Linked DNA regions of Mus musculus: region 1 is linked to region 2. Evidence: chromatin contacts called from public Micro-C data. All regions are on one chromosome and are shown on one strand. Each heading gives the region's core, a stretch centred on a gene start, on an enhancer-like site or on the middle of the called end of the contact. The rest is flanking DNA. Distances are from core to core; before and after follow the strand shown.

Region 1 (6,922 bases), core at 2,458-4,957, 34 kb after region 2:
GAGAAGATGATGTGAATGGCCAAGTTAGGTCTAGCTCTGTGATCACAAGTCTCCTCACCTTGTCCTGCTAGGGTCTCTTGTCCAAGGATCAAGGCAAGGGATAAATTAGCTATATGCTATCTGGTAGATTAGGGCAGTTCTCCACTGCAAGAAAGAAAGGGTGGATATATCAGAAACATGTCTGGTGGTGACTCATGGTTTGACTTCCACAGTCCACTGGAATTCAGAGACCACTAGGGAAGAAAGCCCTGTTTATTTATGCTGCGTTCTACCAGGCCCTCAGGCTCACAATCTCATACAACCCTACAATCAGTCCTCCCCACTTCATAGTTGAGGTAAACAAGACTCAAGATTCATATAGGGACTCACGCTCAGCCAGAGTCTATTCATGGCGAGGACAGAGTTGAATTGTTTAACTCCAAAGACGGTCACTCTTCTGACCCTGGGCTGTGGGTGCAACCACACTAAGAGATTCATCTCAAGTTCATCACGAGGCAGTGCCTATGCAAGCCAGGACTGCCCTGTTGCCTGGATTCTCAGAAGCGGCCTGGGCTGACTGTTGCCCTCCACATCTGTTGTAGAGAGTCCCGGCGGGTGGTGTAGGGCAAATGGTTGATGCGAAACCAGTGTCTGGGGACAATGTTTCCACTTGGTGTATACAGCTTTTCTCCTTGTCTGCCCAAAAGACTGCGTAGGGCTAAGTTTCCTGACAGAATCTTCTCATAGAATTCCACTCCACCCTGGACATAGGCTGCAGACAGAGAGGCCGTGCGGCGGTCCAGCCAGCCTTCCAGGGCAAGAGTGAGAGAGTCTTTGGAAAAGGTATAGGCTACATAGCCTACCACTATTGCCACCAAGTTAAAGGCAGTTCGCAAGCTCATGGGGCCTCCGTAGAGCCCCAGGGCATGCTTGGCACCCACACTTATTGCCCATGTTCCTGCTAGGCAAGCTGGGGCTGGCAGGGTCTGTAGGGCAGCCACACCACTCTCCAGGTATACCACCTCCTTGGCCAAGGCAAACTTCTGGGCATTATGAGACATGGTCAGGGCATCTCTCAGCCTGGTGCCTGCTGGGCTTTGCCAATCCACTCTTTGCCCATGTATGATCACAGAGTGTTCAATGTTGGTCACAGGGCCACCCAGGAAGATGGCAGGGATTCCCACCACAGCCCCAGCAGGCAACCGTGGGAATCCAGCACTCACAGGCTGAAAAGTGAAGGCGGTAAAAGGCTTGTAGCAGTGACCCGAAGGGACACCTATGTCCTTTAGCACCTCTTGGAAGAGGCTCCACAGATGAGGGGAAAGAGGAGCTGGTTGGCCCTGAGGCCAGTACTGGTAGAGCCACTGGACTATGGGATCTGGGAAGAGGTGAAATGAGATTTGAACCCCAAACAGGCCTGCACAGGAACCCACCAATAGGCTTGTTCTGTGTCTCTGTATAAAGGCTGCAGCCCTCCACAGAGGACCAGCCATGAGTACTGCCTCTGCTGATAGACTGGCCAAGAAGAAGAGAAGTCAGCCGATGGTTCTGTCAGGTTGTGGGCTAAACAACCTCCGGGGCCACAATGTTCCTAACTGAAGTGACACTGCATTGTGGCTGAGAGTACGGGTTCCATCCAGAGTCCGACACCTCAGGCTTCACAGAATCAGCTTTCCCATTGGCAGCCAGGTGTAGAGCAACTGTGATGGGTAAATACAGAGAGGACATTTCAGTGTCTCACAGTGGTGGACATCCTCTGGCAATGGCTGTATTGCCATGGCTAGACACAGCACTAAGTATTCGACAGCCTCTCTCCAACCACCACTCATCCTAGAGTGACTCTCTAACTGACTTAGGATTCACATGTTTAATCACCTACTGTATGCTAGACACAGTTCTGAGAGCACTGCGTATACAGCTGTCCCTCAGTGGCTACAAGGGTTTACTTCCAGGATCCCCACAGATACCAAAAATCAAAGACCATCAGTTGCTTTATATAAATAGCATAGCATTTGCATATGAGCTCTCATAAAATATATATATATATATACCCACCTCTCACATACTTTAAGTTATCTCCATACTACTTATAATACCCACTACAACACAAGACTACATATAGAGCTAGACTACGACTAAAATGTCTGCCTGCTCAGCAGACACAGTTTTGCTTGCATATTTTCAGTTCTTGGCTGATTGAATATGCATGGACACAGACAGCCAACTGTACTAGGAAATACATGTAACACTAATAAACACAGGGAATATTTAAACGCACACATTTATACATAAATACTATATGTGCATATCCTTAGAGGATTAGATTCAAGATACAAACATTCCAAGATCCTCACATGCTCATCTCTTACAAAAAGGCTTAGTATTTGTTATTACAGAACCTATTACAATGCAAACACTACATTTGTAATTTGTGATGCTATATTGCTTAGGAATTAAAGGCCAGAAAATAAAGCCATGTTCAGTACAGATACAAATTTTCCTTCCAAAACATTTTTTGATATGTAGCTGGTGGTATCACCAAATATAGAGTCTGAGGACACAGAGAATTCACTGGATTCAGTCAGTCTAAGAAAAAAAAAATCATACTTCAGAGCCCATACCACAACAGTTTATTTCCAGCTGTGAAAAGGGATGCAGCTGGACAGGTTTATTGGCCAAAACCACAAGTGGCAGTGTCACATGCTGCCTAGTGTCCCTACTTCCACCAAGCTCCCATGGTTGAGCCACATTTCCATTATCTTACGAGGTGGCTGTATTTGGAGCTTCGGCCTATCATTGAAATAGAAACGGAAGGTTCGTGGGATAGCAATACTCAGATCTCACTGCTTTCGAGCTCAGATCCGGACACATACAGAAAAAATACCACATGAAGATCCAGGGGTAAGATGGCCATTTGTTAGCCTTGCTGAAATACCCAGGGAGCCTAGCTTGGCCACACCTGAGTCTTGGACCTCCAGCTCTGGAACTAAGAAAAAATAAACTCCTGTTGTTCAGGTCATTCCTCATGAGACACTTTTCTTGGCAGGCTAACCACTGATAGCAAAGGTTCGGTATTTGATCACGGGCCGTTAGAGATTCATAGCAAGCTGTTCACCTTAAAAATGTTATCTATTATATATACACAAACAGACCAAACAGACCATCCACCTCACTCATTAGCAAAGTTAATATTGTTTTTAAAGTTAATTGGTGGTGGTTTTTTTTTTGAGACAAAGTCTCACAGGCGCACTTTTGAATATTCTGGGCACCTTATTTCGTCTGTGATTATGTCACTATGACTGTTATTTCTCTTTGGATGAAATTTCACTTTATTCCTATCTCCGCGAAGCGTTTGATTAGCAATGTACTACTGTAAACAAAACGTAGGGTTCTGTATCACTCATTTAACTCATTCTTTCCAAGAGGAAACTGAGGCTAGAAAAGACAGGGTCCTTGGAAGGGAACAAAAAAAAAAACAAAAAACAAAAACAAAAACAACCTCTCCCGGGTCGGCCTCTGAGTCTCGCAGTTGGCCTAGAAGCAGGTGTAGGCTCTGGCTTTAGAAGAGCTCTCAATGTGATTCCGCCCTGACACATACCGGGCTGCTTCCAACAACCGGAACATGACTGAACCCGGAAGCTGGACATAAGAGAACTCACAGCCAAGAGGAGAGCTTACCTCGGTAGCAACCTTAGAACACGCCGCTCCCGCGCCGGACTGAGCAGGCGCAAAGCACGCCGGTCTGGGGGCCTTTGTGGGCGGGGCCTTTGTGGGCGGAACGGGCGTTGTGGGCGGGGCTTGGAGCAGCGCTTCTGTTCTGGTCCTGAGGTCTGCTCTCTAAGGTCTTATTCAGGGCGAGGTGGAGCAGTTTGAGGACTTTGTTATCCAATTCAGCCGTGTCGCGGCGCCCTTCGGAGCCAAGATAGAGACCTGCTGGCCCGGATTTCTGTAGCGCCGAATAGGTATCTGTGCAGTACGCTGGGAGGAGAGCTAAGCTTAATGAGAAAAGCGAGGACAGAAAGGTCTGGAATTGCTGCCAGTGACCGCTGCATTCCGAAGGTCAAGTGACCTTGTGAGACCAGCAAGAATTGTGGTCTAAAGCCGGGTGTGGTGGCACACGCCTTTAATTCCAGCACTCCGGAGGCAGAGGCAGGCGGATTTCTGAGTTTGAGGCCAGCCTGGTCTACAAAGTGAGTTCCAGGACAGCCAGGGCTATACAGAGAAACCCTGTCTCGAAAAACAAAACAAAACAATACAAGAAAAGAAGTGTGGTGTAGACCATATTAGAGTTAAGTAATAAGTACTTACTAGAAGGCACACCCAACAAATGGTAGATGCGTGGATACACAAATGTGCGCTCATTCATTTATAGGTGAACTTGGATGTTGCTCCTCAGGAGACAGCTGACCCGTTTTTGGAGATAGGGTTATCTCACTGGCATCTGGGGTTCAGCAATTAAGGTAGCCAGCCTGATCAAGTGAGCCCCAGGGGTCTGCCTGCTTCTGTCTCCCCAGGGCTGGGATTACAATCATACACCATTAACAGCCAGGTTTTTGGTTTTGTTTGTTTTTATGTGGCTGCTGAGGACTGAGCTCAAGTCTGCATGCTTTTGTGGCAGTCACTTTACCACTTCAGCCATCTCATTAATAGTCTGAGGAGTTTTCTAAAAAAACAGTGCCCAGGGGCTTTGGGTGTTAAAATAATACTCACCATTGCTAGTGTTTTCATTACTATTCAGTAGGTTAGAGCTATCTCATATCTTTAAGCATAAAGTCTGTTTACAAATATTACCTTAATACATCCAGGAATTTCTGTATAAAGATATTATTCTACTTGGTTTATAGTCAACTTTCAATTAATCCACACACCTTACAGATTATCTTCCTTATTTATATCTCACAATTTCCTTTTTTGTTTTGAAAATCAAATTTCCTGAGACATCTCAAACCACACTTTGGGTGAACTTAGTTGATGTTTTGGTTTGGTTTGGTTTGGTTTTTAAGATATGATTTCTCTATGTAGCTGTGGCTGTCCTGGAACTCATTCTGTAGACCAGTCTGACCTCAAACTCAGAGGTCCACCTGCCTCTACATCCTGGGTGCTGGGATTAAAGGCCCACACCACAGCCACCACCAGCCACCACCCCCTCCCCAGCTTAGTTGGTCCTTTAAAACACACTTACCCCCAGTATTACTCAGATTCTCCAGGGAACGAGAACCTGGAGTGTGAGAGTATGTGCGAAGAAGTTTAATAAAAAGCATTGGTTCCATGGCCATGGGGGCCCGGATCTTTAACCCCAACACTTGGGAGGCAGAGACAGGCAGATCTCAATAGTCCATACAACTAAGAAGGCCAAAGACCCAAGCTCTACTCTCAGATAGTTGAACAGCCAGGATTGCTTACGGCCTAGCACTGGTCAAACCCTGAAGCCCCCAGAGCAAGAGGATCAATGCAAAAGTTCTGACCTGAGTCTTAATCCAGAGCCAGGAAAACACCAATGCCCCAGGCTGAGTGCTTTGCTTTTTCAGCATTAAGAACTGAACTCCTGGGTCTCGGTGAAGCTCTTACCACCCTTAGCTATGGCCCGGGGGAGGGAGAGAGCTCTTCCTTAGACCAGACTGTTGTTGTGGTCATGTTAGGCATGATGTTAGCTGTGGAAGGGACTAACAAACAGCCCATCAATATGAGGTATGTGGAACAATGGATGGCCAGTTAAGTCCGAGAAACAGGGTGTAAAGATTATGGTGGTCATTGACTAGCTGGTGGTCCAGATATCAAGACTACTGTGCTCTTTGTTGCATCTCTACAGTAAGGGGTAAAGTCGGAGCCATAACAGCAGCTGTGACTCCTGGCCAGATGCATTGGACTGGTCAATATCTGTCATGGAGCAGGGAGGTCCTTGGGAGGCCTCACCCCTCTGAGAGAACCTATGGGCAAGTTAATGGATGCTGGAGAGAGAAAGACGTTTTCTTCAGTCATGTAGCCTCTGGGGCAATGCTTGTGCTCCTTCAAATAACTCCCACCCATGCTCCTGTAAGCAACCCTCATGAAATCCATTGTTATACACTGAGAGATGAAAGTAGAAGAGAGAGTAATTAAGAAGCAGCAGATCGCCGGGCGTGGTGGCGCATGCCTTTAATTCCAGCACTCTGGAGGCAGAGGCAGGCAGATTTCTGAGTTCGAGGCCAGCCTGGTCTACAAATGAGTTCCAGGACAGCCAGAGCTACACAGAGAAACTCTGTCTCGAAAAACCAAAAAAAAAAAAAAAAAAAAAAAAGAAGAAGCAGCAGATCAGTGGGGGGGGGGGGCAAGAAAGGGTGAATACGATGAACATTGTAAGCGTGCGTGAAATATCATAACCATAATGAAACCATTAATTATCTTATTTATCATATGCAAAAGGCTTTAATAAAGAGTCCTGTGTTTATTGGGCTGTATCTGGGATGGGGTATGCTTGTGTCTCTTGTTAATCCCTCAAATGCAAGGAGAAAGGCCACTGACCCAAATCCTATAGCCACATTAATTAAAGCAAACTTTTATCCATGTACATGGGCTGTCTCTCCCTAAAGGTAGGGGTCAAGAAATCAGCACTGGACATGGGTCAGGTAAGGGTTTTTATGATCCTGGAGCAGGAGGTTTCGAAAGGGGGGATTTGGCAGGCAAATAGGCGGGGCTGTGGGAGCAGAATATAAACACAGCAAGCAGGTCACCAACGACCTCCTGAAGCAAACACATGGCTGTAGGCGATCACAACAATAGTTATACAACTATGGTTATAATAACCCTTTGAAACAAAGGGTTGCTGTTCCTTAGAAAAGGCAGTGAAAAAACCATTTGTAGCTAAGGTTGCAGGTGGCATGGGCCTATCCTTGAAAAACATATTTAATTATAAACAAGAATGAATCTAGTTTGTCTTTACTATAAGATGGCTTTCAAGCCTAAG
Region 2 (6,541 bases), core at 1,263-3,762:
CTTGCCTGCCACGGCAACACGCTGTGATAGGCTCTTTGTATACGTTTTCTTCCTTATAAGGTCCTTATAAATCCCCCTGAGGCTCAGAGAGTAGAAAGAATTTGTCTAACTTTTGAGCAATAGAGGTGACTTGAGACCAGCTTCATCTATATCTGTCACCCAGGCCTTTGTGTACACTAAACACATCCTGTCACTGAGCTATACCCAAGTCCCAGCTTCCATGACAATTTCATACATGTGCATAATGTATTTCTATCATAATTTCTCTTGTCTCCCTCCCACTCCCTCTTCTTCTCACAAGTCCCCAACTACCTTTCGGTCCTTCTTGAGTATGTGTGGCCCACTGAGTTTCATTAGGGTTATGACTACACCACTGAAGGAAGTGGCTCCTCCTCCCCCAACCACCATTAACTGCCCCGAGTTCCTTGGAGACAGGTGGAGACTCAGGAGCTCCAGAATTTAAACAGACACCCCAAATAGCATAAGCAAAAGAGCCCACTTTGGTTTTTTTTCTTGTTATGCAAAAAAGAACAATTCCTGATTTCATGTGGCCAGCTGCCAGCTCCCTTGCTAAGTGGGCATCTTTACACTGGGGTCCTGGTAGGGTAGCTGTTTCCCTCTTTCCAGGCCATAACTACAATGTATAGTGTGTGTGTGTGTGTGTGTGTGTGTGTGTAGGGGCATGTGTATGTTCTTTTCACAGAAATAATATGATAGAGAATTGTAATATGGTAGAGAATTGTTTGGAGTCCAGTGTGGTTACTCTTTAGTTAAGTTGACCCTCATGACCTTGCCTGGGGTTCTACCCACGCTTGATCATGTGATTTCCTGGGAAGAAGAATACATCCTGGATTCTAAATAGCAAAAATCCAAACACACTGTTGGGATGCTGGCTTATTTGTGAGTTAGGGAATGTCTGCTGTAAACTGTTTTATTTTGCATGACAAGAAAAACAAACTAGGCTTTTTGGTTGTGCTATTTGGGGTGTCTGTTTAAAATAAGACCGAAGGGAGGCTGTCTGCCCTTTGTCCATTGGAAAGGCATCAACTTTGGAATCATTAACTTATAGGAGGCCTAGGGATGCGCCCAGTTGGTAAAATGCACGCCTCACATGTCTGAGGGCCTGGGTTTGAGTGCCAGCACTGCAGCGCTCTAGAGGTAGATGCAGGGGGATCAACACCTCATCCCTGAGCTACACAGTGAGCTCCAGGCCATCTGAGGCTAGTGATAAAAAACAAACACAAAACCATTTCAGAGAGTCTGAGGATAACTATGCCATCTTAGCTAGGCTTTTCTATTGCTGTCATAAGATACCATGACCGTAAGCAACTTGGGGAGAAAAAAAGATTCACTTCATCTTATAGATTGCAGACCATCATCCAGGGAAGTCAGGGCAGGAACTCAAAGCAGGAACAAGGAGGCAGGAACTGATATAGAAGCCATAGAGGAGTCACTGCCTACGGTGAGCTCAGTCCTCCAACATCAGTCATCAATCAAGAAAATGCACCATAGACTTGCATGCACACGCGCGCACACCCACACCCACACCCACACCCACATATTTATGTATATATGTGTGTGTGTACATATATATATATATATATAATGTATGACCTGGAGCTGGGTAAATGGCTCATCAGGTAAAGTACAGGCTTGAAACAGTATGAAGACCTGATCCCCAACAGCCATGGAAAAGTGGATGTGGCCACACATCAGTCGCTCCAGCACCCAGGGAAGAGACAGGTGGATTCCTGGATCTCTCTGGTTAGCAAGTCTATCAACTGGTGAGTAAACCTGTTCAGTGAAAGACCCTGTCTCATAAAATAAGGTGGAGAGCAACTGAGAAAGATACAGGAAGTAAATGTCTGGCTCCACGTGCCCACGTGCTCATGAGCTCACATGCACTCTTGCTTGCACTCTCTGTCTTTCTCCCTTGCCCTTTTATTCTCCCTCCACCCCCCAAAGACACACACACACACATCGCATCCCCACACCCCCTCAAACGCACACATGCATATACATATAGGCCAGCTCTAGCCTTAGCCCTCCCCTATGCCAGGCTTATGACCTTGGATGTGCCACTTTAGTCCTCTGGGCATCTACGTCTCAGTCAGGAAAAATTCAGCAGTGATCCTAGAAAACCCTCGCAGATTCTAAGAATCACAGAGACCTTCGGGTGCAGAGTTACAAATAAGAGGTCTGCTTGGGACCCCCCACTACTTTCTTCCAAGTCCCTCTGTCAGCTTTTAGAAGAAATATCTCCTCAGTGGTGTTTTTGAGCTATGGCAGAAGGCAAAAAGGAAAAGTCAGGTTCTTTGGGGTGAAATGGAGCATTTAATGATGGATAAGCAGAAAGATGCGTGATAGGCCTTTCTCTTGTGTTGGGTGTTTGGCTAATCTATCAGAAAATCCTGGCATGCTAGTGACAACCCACACTGAAAAGGGCGGAACTTGGCTCCCCTGCCCTTCCAGCTGTAAGAGCTTGGAAGAGAAGCTATGGGGAAAGCGTCTTTCATTTCCCTCTGGAAGCTGGGGGAACGCTCGGCTTAGCATTTGCCAACTGTGCAATGTGGGCTGCCTTCTAAAAGAGGCCTTTTTTGTGGACATCTTTTAGGCCACAGTACCCCGTTGGCATTCATGGCCCCTTGGAACAAGGCCTGCTGGAAAGTCTGGTACGAACTGCACCAGCATGGTAAGAAACTCACTTGCTAATGGAGGAAAGGCTTCAATGCGTCCTCAGGGTCCGTAGTTAAGCTAAGATCTCATTTGCCTTCATGCTTGTTTTCCCTCCATCTCTCTCTACAAGTGTAGCGTATACCATGGACACTTAGAACCAGTACACCGAGAAAACAAAACCAAAAGGAGATAAAGAGAACCAAGAAAACAGGAAGAGAAAATCAAAATCAAAGAGGACCACAGCTGTGTGGAAATGAAGGTCACACACTTGTGATAGTTGAAATTCAGATTCAGTGTCTGAAAATACTGCTAGCATCAAAGCAAGAATGGGCTATGCTGTTTTTCCAATGCTTCTTAGTATTAGGGAGGAGAAAAGAGTCTGATAACTCAGAGGACTACTCGTTTGGCCATACTTTCAGTATCTATTAAATGCTCACCACACACAAAGGACTATCAGAGATGAAGGGCTACAGGCCACTTGCTGAAGCTCGGCAGAGCCTGGGGAAGACAGTACACCTGCATACTCACTGTGTGTCAAACACTGTGCCTTTAGATGTGTGCCCGTTGTGTGCATGCACCCTGTACACTTAAGTTATGTCTGTGTTATGTCAGACGCTATGCTTGCCTATGCGTGTTTGTGTGTGTTTATGTGCATGGATGTGCTTGTTTGTACATATGCAGGTGCGCCTGCACAGGGACACCAGAGGACAACCTCAGCTGTTGTTCCTTAGGTGCCAACTACCTTTTGGGTTTTAATCTTTGAAAAAAAAATATGAGGGCCTGGAGAGATGGCTCAGCAGTCTAGAGCACTTACTGCTCTTATACAGGACCCAAGTTGGACCCCCAGCATCCACATCAGGCAACTTGTAACTCTGTATGCAGGGGGTCCTCGAGCATCTGCAAGCCTGTGGTACACATAAACTCATGCAGCAAGCACACATACACATACAGACGGATAAAGACACCTTTTAAAAAGATTTCATTACATTTATTTGTTTATTTATTTACTGTGTCATGGTGTGTTTGTGTATGTGTGTGTGTATGTGTGTGTATGTTTGTGTGTGAGTGTGTGTGTGTGTGAGAGAGTCTGTGTGTGTGAGTGTGTGTGTGTCTGTGTCATGGTGTGTATGTGTGTGTGTGTCTGTGTGTGAGTGTGTGTGTGAGAGTGTGTGTGTGTGTGTGTATGTGTGTGTATGAGTGTTTGTGTGAGAGTGTGTGTGTGTATGTATGTGTGTGAGTGTGTGTGTGAGTGTGTGTGTGTGCAGTTCAGAGGAACAATCTGTAGGACCTTTATTTGCCTAATCATCTCATCACACCTACTTTGGGTTTTTTTGGAGACAGTTTTTCACTAGCCTAGAACACACCAAGTAGGCTAGGTTAGTGAGTTCCAGGGATACACATGTCTCTGCCTCTCTAGGTCTGTAATTACAAGCCTGAGCCACCACACCCAGCCATTTTTATGTGGATTCTGGGGATTGAACTTGGGTCTTTGTGCTTATAAGGCCAGCTCTTCACCAAACAAGCCATCTCAGCCTGACACTATGGTTTTTATTATGCAGTAAATATGTGCTTACTGTATTCAGAGACTATACATTTAATTACATATCTGCGATCTATCAGACACTATGCTTATTTCTTTTTTTTGTTTTGTTTTGTTTTTTTGTTTTTTGTTTTGTTTAGTTTTTTTTCCCATTTTTATTAGGTATTTAGCTCATTTACATTTCCAATGCTATACCAAAAGTCCCCCATACCCACCCATCCCCACTCCCCTACCCCCCCACTCCCCCTTTTTGGCCCTGGCGTTCCCCTGTACTGGGGCATATAAAGTTTGCGTGTCCAATGGGCCTCTCTTTCCAGTGATGCCGACTAGGCCATCTTTTGATACATATGCAGCTAGAGTCAAGAGCTCCGGGGTACTGGTTAGTTCATAATGTTGATCCACCTATAGGGTTGCAGATCCCTTTAGCTCCTTGGGTACTTTCTCTAGCTCCTCCATTGGGAGCCCTGTGATCCATCCATTAGCTGACTGTGAGCATCCACTTCTGTGTTTGCTAGGCCCCGGCATAGTCTCACAAGAGACAGCTACATCTGGGTCCTTTCGATAAAATCTTGCTAATATATGCAATGGTGTCAGCGTTTGGATGCTGATTATGGGGTGGATCCCTGGATATGGCAGTCTCTACATGGTCCATCCTTTCATCTCAGCTCCAAACTTTGTCTTTGTAACTCCTTCCATGGGTGTTTTGTTCCCAATTCTAAGGAGGGGCATAGTGTCCACACTTCAGTCTTCATTCTTCTTGAGTTTCATGTGTTTAGCAAATTGTATCTTATATCTTGGGTATCCTAGGTTTGGGTATGCTTATTTCATTAATTAAATTATCTATCTATCTATCTATCTATCTATCTATCTATTTATCTACTCACTTTACATACTGATCACATCTCCACTCCCTCCTCTCCTCCTGGTCTCACCCTTACAAATTCCTCCCCTAATGTCCCTTCCCATTCTCCAAAGGAAAGCCCTTTGGTACCACCCACCCTGGGACATCAAGTCTCAGCAGGACTAGGCACATCCTCTCCCACCTAGGCCAGACAAGGCAGTCCAGCTAGGAGAAAGGAATCCAATTGCAGACAACAGAGTCAGAGACAACCTCTGCTCCAATTGTGGGGAACCCACATAAAGACCAAGCTGTGCATCTGCTACAAATGTCTAGGGGGCCTAGGTCCAGCGCCTGCATGCTCTTTGGTTGGTGGTTCTTAGTCTCTGTGAACCCCTATAGGCCCAGGTTAGTTGATTCTGTAGGTCTCCTTGTGGAGACACCATGCTTTTAATTATGATCCTAGGAAGTTAATTATGTACCTGCTATATGACAGGCACAATTTCTTTTACTTTAACTTTCAGATACACTCTTGTTAAATGAATATTATTATTTCCTCGAGAGAAAAAGCAGACATCAGCTGAAATTGGAGTCCAAGTCCAAACACAAGGTTTTATGTAGTGCTATACCACTGATAATCCCCCTGGTTTCCGTGATCTAATCCCTCTTGGGGTTTAGTTTTGTTAAGATTTGTCTTTATGTGTATGTCTTTGGCACCCATGTGCAGGTACCCGTGGAGACCATCGGATCCCCTGGAGCTGGAGTTACAGGCCTTGTATGCCACCTCATGCAGGGACTAGGAAACAGACTTGAGTTCTCTGGAAGAGCAACAAGTGCCCTTAACCACCTAACCATCTCTCCAGCCCTCAGTTTTGTTCAATTCTCCTCTGTTTCTTAAAGTAGCAGAGTCAAGGGACAGTGACCCATTTCCAGCTCTTGAGAGCAGCGTAGGAAGACTGATTGATCTAAAGCAAACTCTGTGTCTGCCAGGGGTCTGGCTGAAGACTCTGAGGCTAACATGCGTGGGACATCCTCTTTAGGTACAGGATGAAAGCTAGGCCAGGGAGACAAGACAGCTCATTTGTGCAATGTTTGCCACGTATACTGGAGGCCCTAGGTCCAAGCCCCAGTATCCTAAAACAAGACAAATGGGGAACATCTAGTCTGCGTTTGGGGACAGTTTTCGCCTTTCTTGCTGGATGTGCACTTGTAGGTGTGTGTCGCTGCTGGCAGCACTTTTGTGGCTTCTGCAGCTGGCTCCTTCAGGTTGAAATCCTCCCTCCTGGAAGGAGACTCAGGAAACTCCTGAAAGTTGTGAGTCCCAAGGCCCCTCCCCATAATCATCTAAGCAATCACAGTCATCAAAAGAGGTGGGGCTGCCTGAAGCTGTCACACTGGAACTCTAGAACACAGCCTTGGCGAGCTGTTAAAGCAAGCTGGAATCCAGCTCGAGATACATGTGACCGTGACCGAACCTCAAAACAAAA

What was found. A called contact is a pair of places that touch in the nucleus more often than the background predicts.
Region 1: a contact with region 2 is called in a Micro-C map of stem cell-derived neurons, with 2.3 times the contacts expected there. The contact joins the promoter of Tmem177 here to the enhancer-like site in region 2. A contact is called at or near these places in 1 of 39 promoter capture datasets (macrophages), 1 of 15 datasets of contacts at CTCF or cohesin (the NIH/3T3 cell line), 1 of 484 Hi-C or Micro-C datasets (stem cell-derived neurons), 1 of 115 datasets of contacts at active chromatin or transcription factors (embryonic stem cells) and 2 of 9 other capture datasets (liver and pancreatic islet).

What each region holds. Positions count from the first base shown.
Region 1 is chr1:119,909,476-119,916,397 of GRCm38.p6, forward strand. It overlaps Tmem177 (transmembrane protein 177), which reads right to left and starts at 3,708. Exons shown (of 2, transcript NM_175106.4): 1 at 3,658-3,708; 2 at 1-1,679. The coding sequence starts at 1,472. The coding sequence ends at 537. All of the region lies in intron 2 of Gm28209 (a long non-coding RNA gene), which reads left to right.
Region 2 is chr1:119,876,584-119,883,124 of GRCm38.p6, forward strand. No RefSeq gene overlaps it. Among named protein-coding and RNA genes, the nearest start is that of Gm28209, 23 kb to the right of the region's middle. Within about 2 kb of position 2,513, at least 55 of the 459 cell types and tissues checked have an H3K27ac peak or open chromatin away from gene starts, as enhancers often do. A contact at or near this core is called in stem cell-derived neurons, where this site is marked.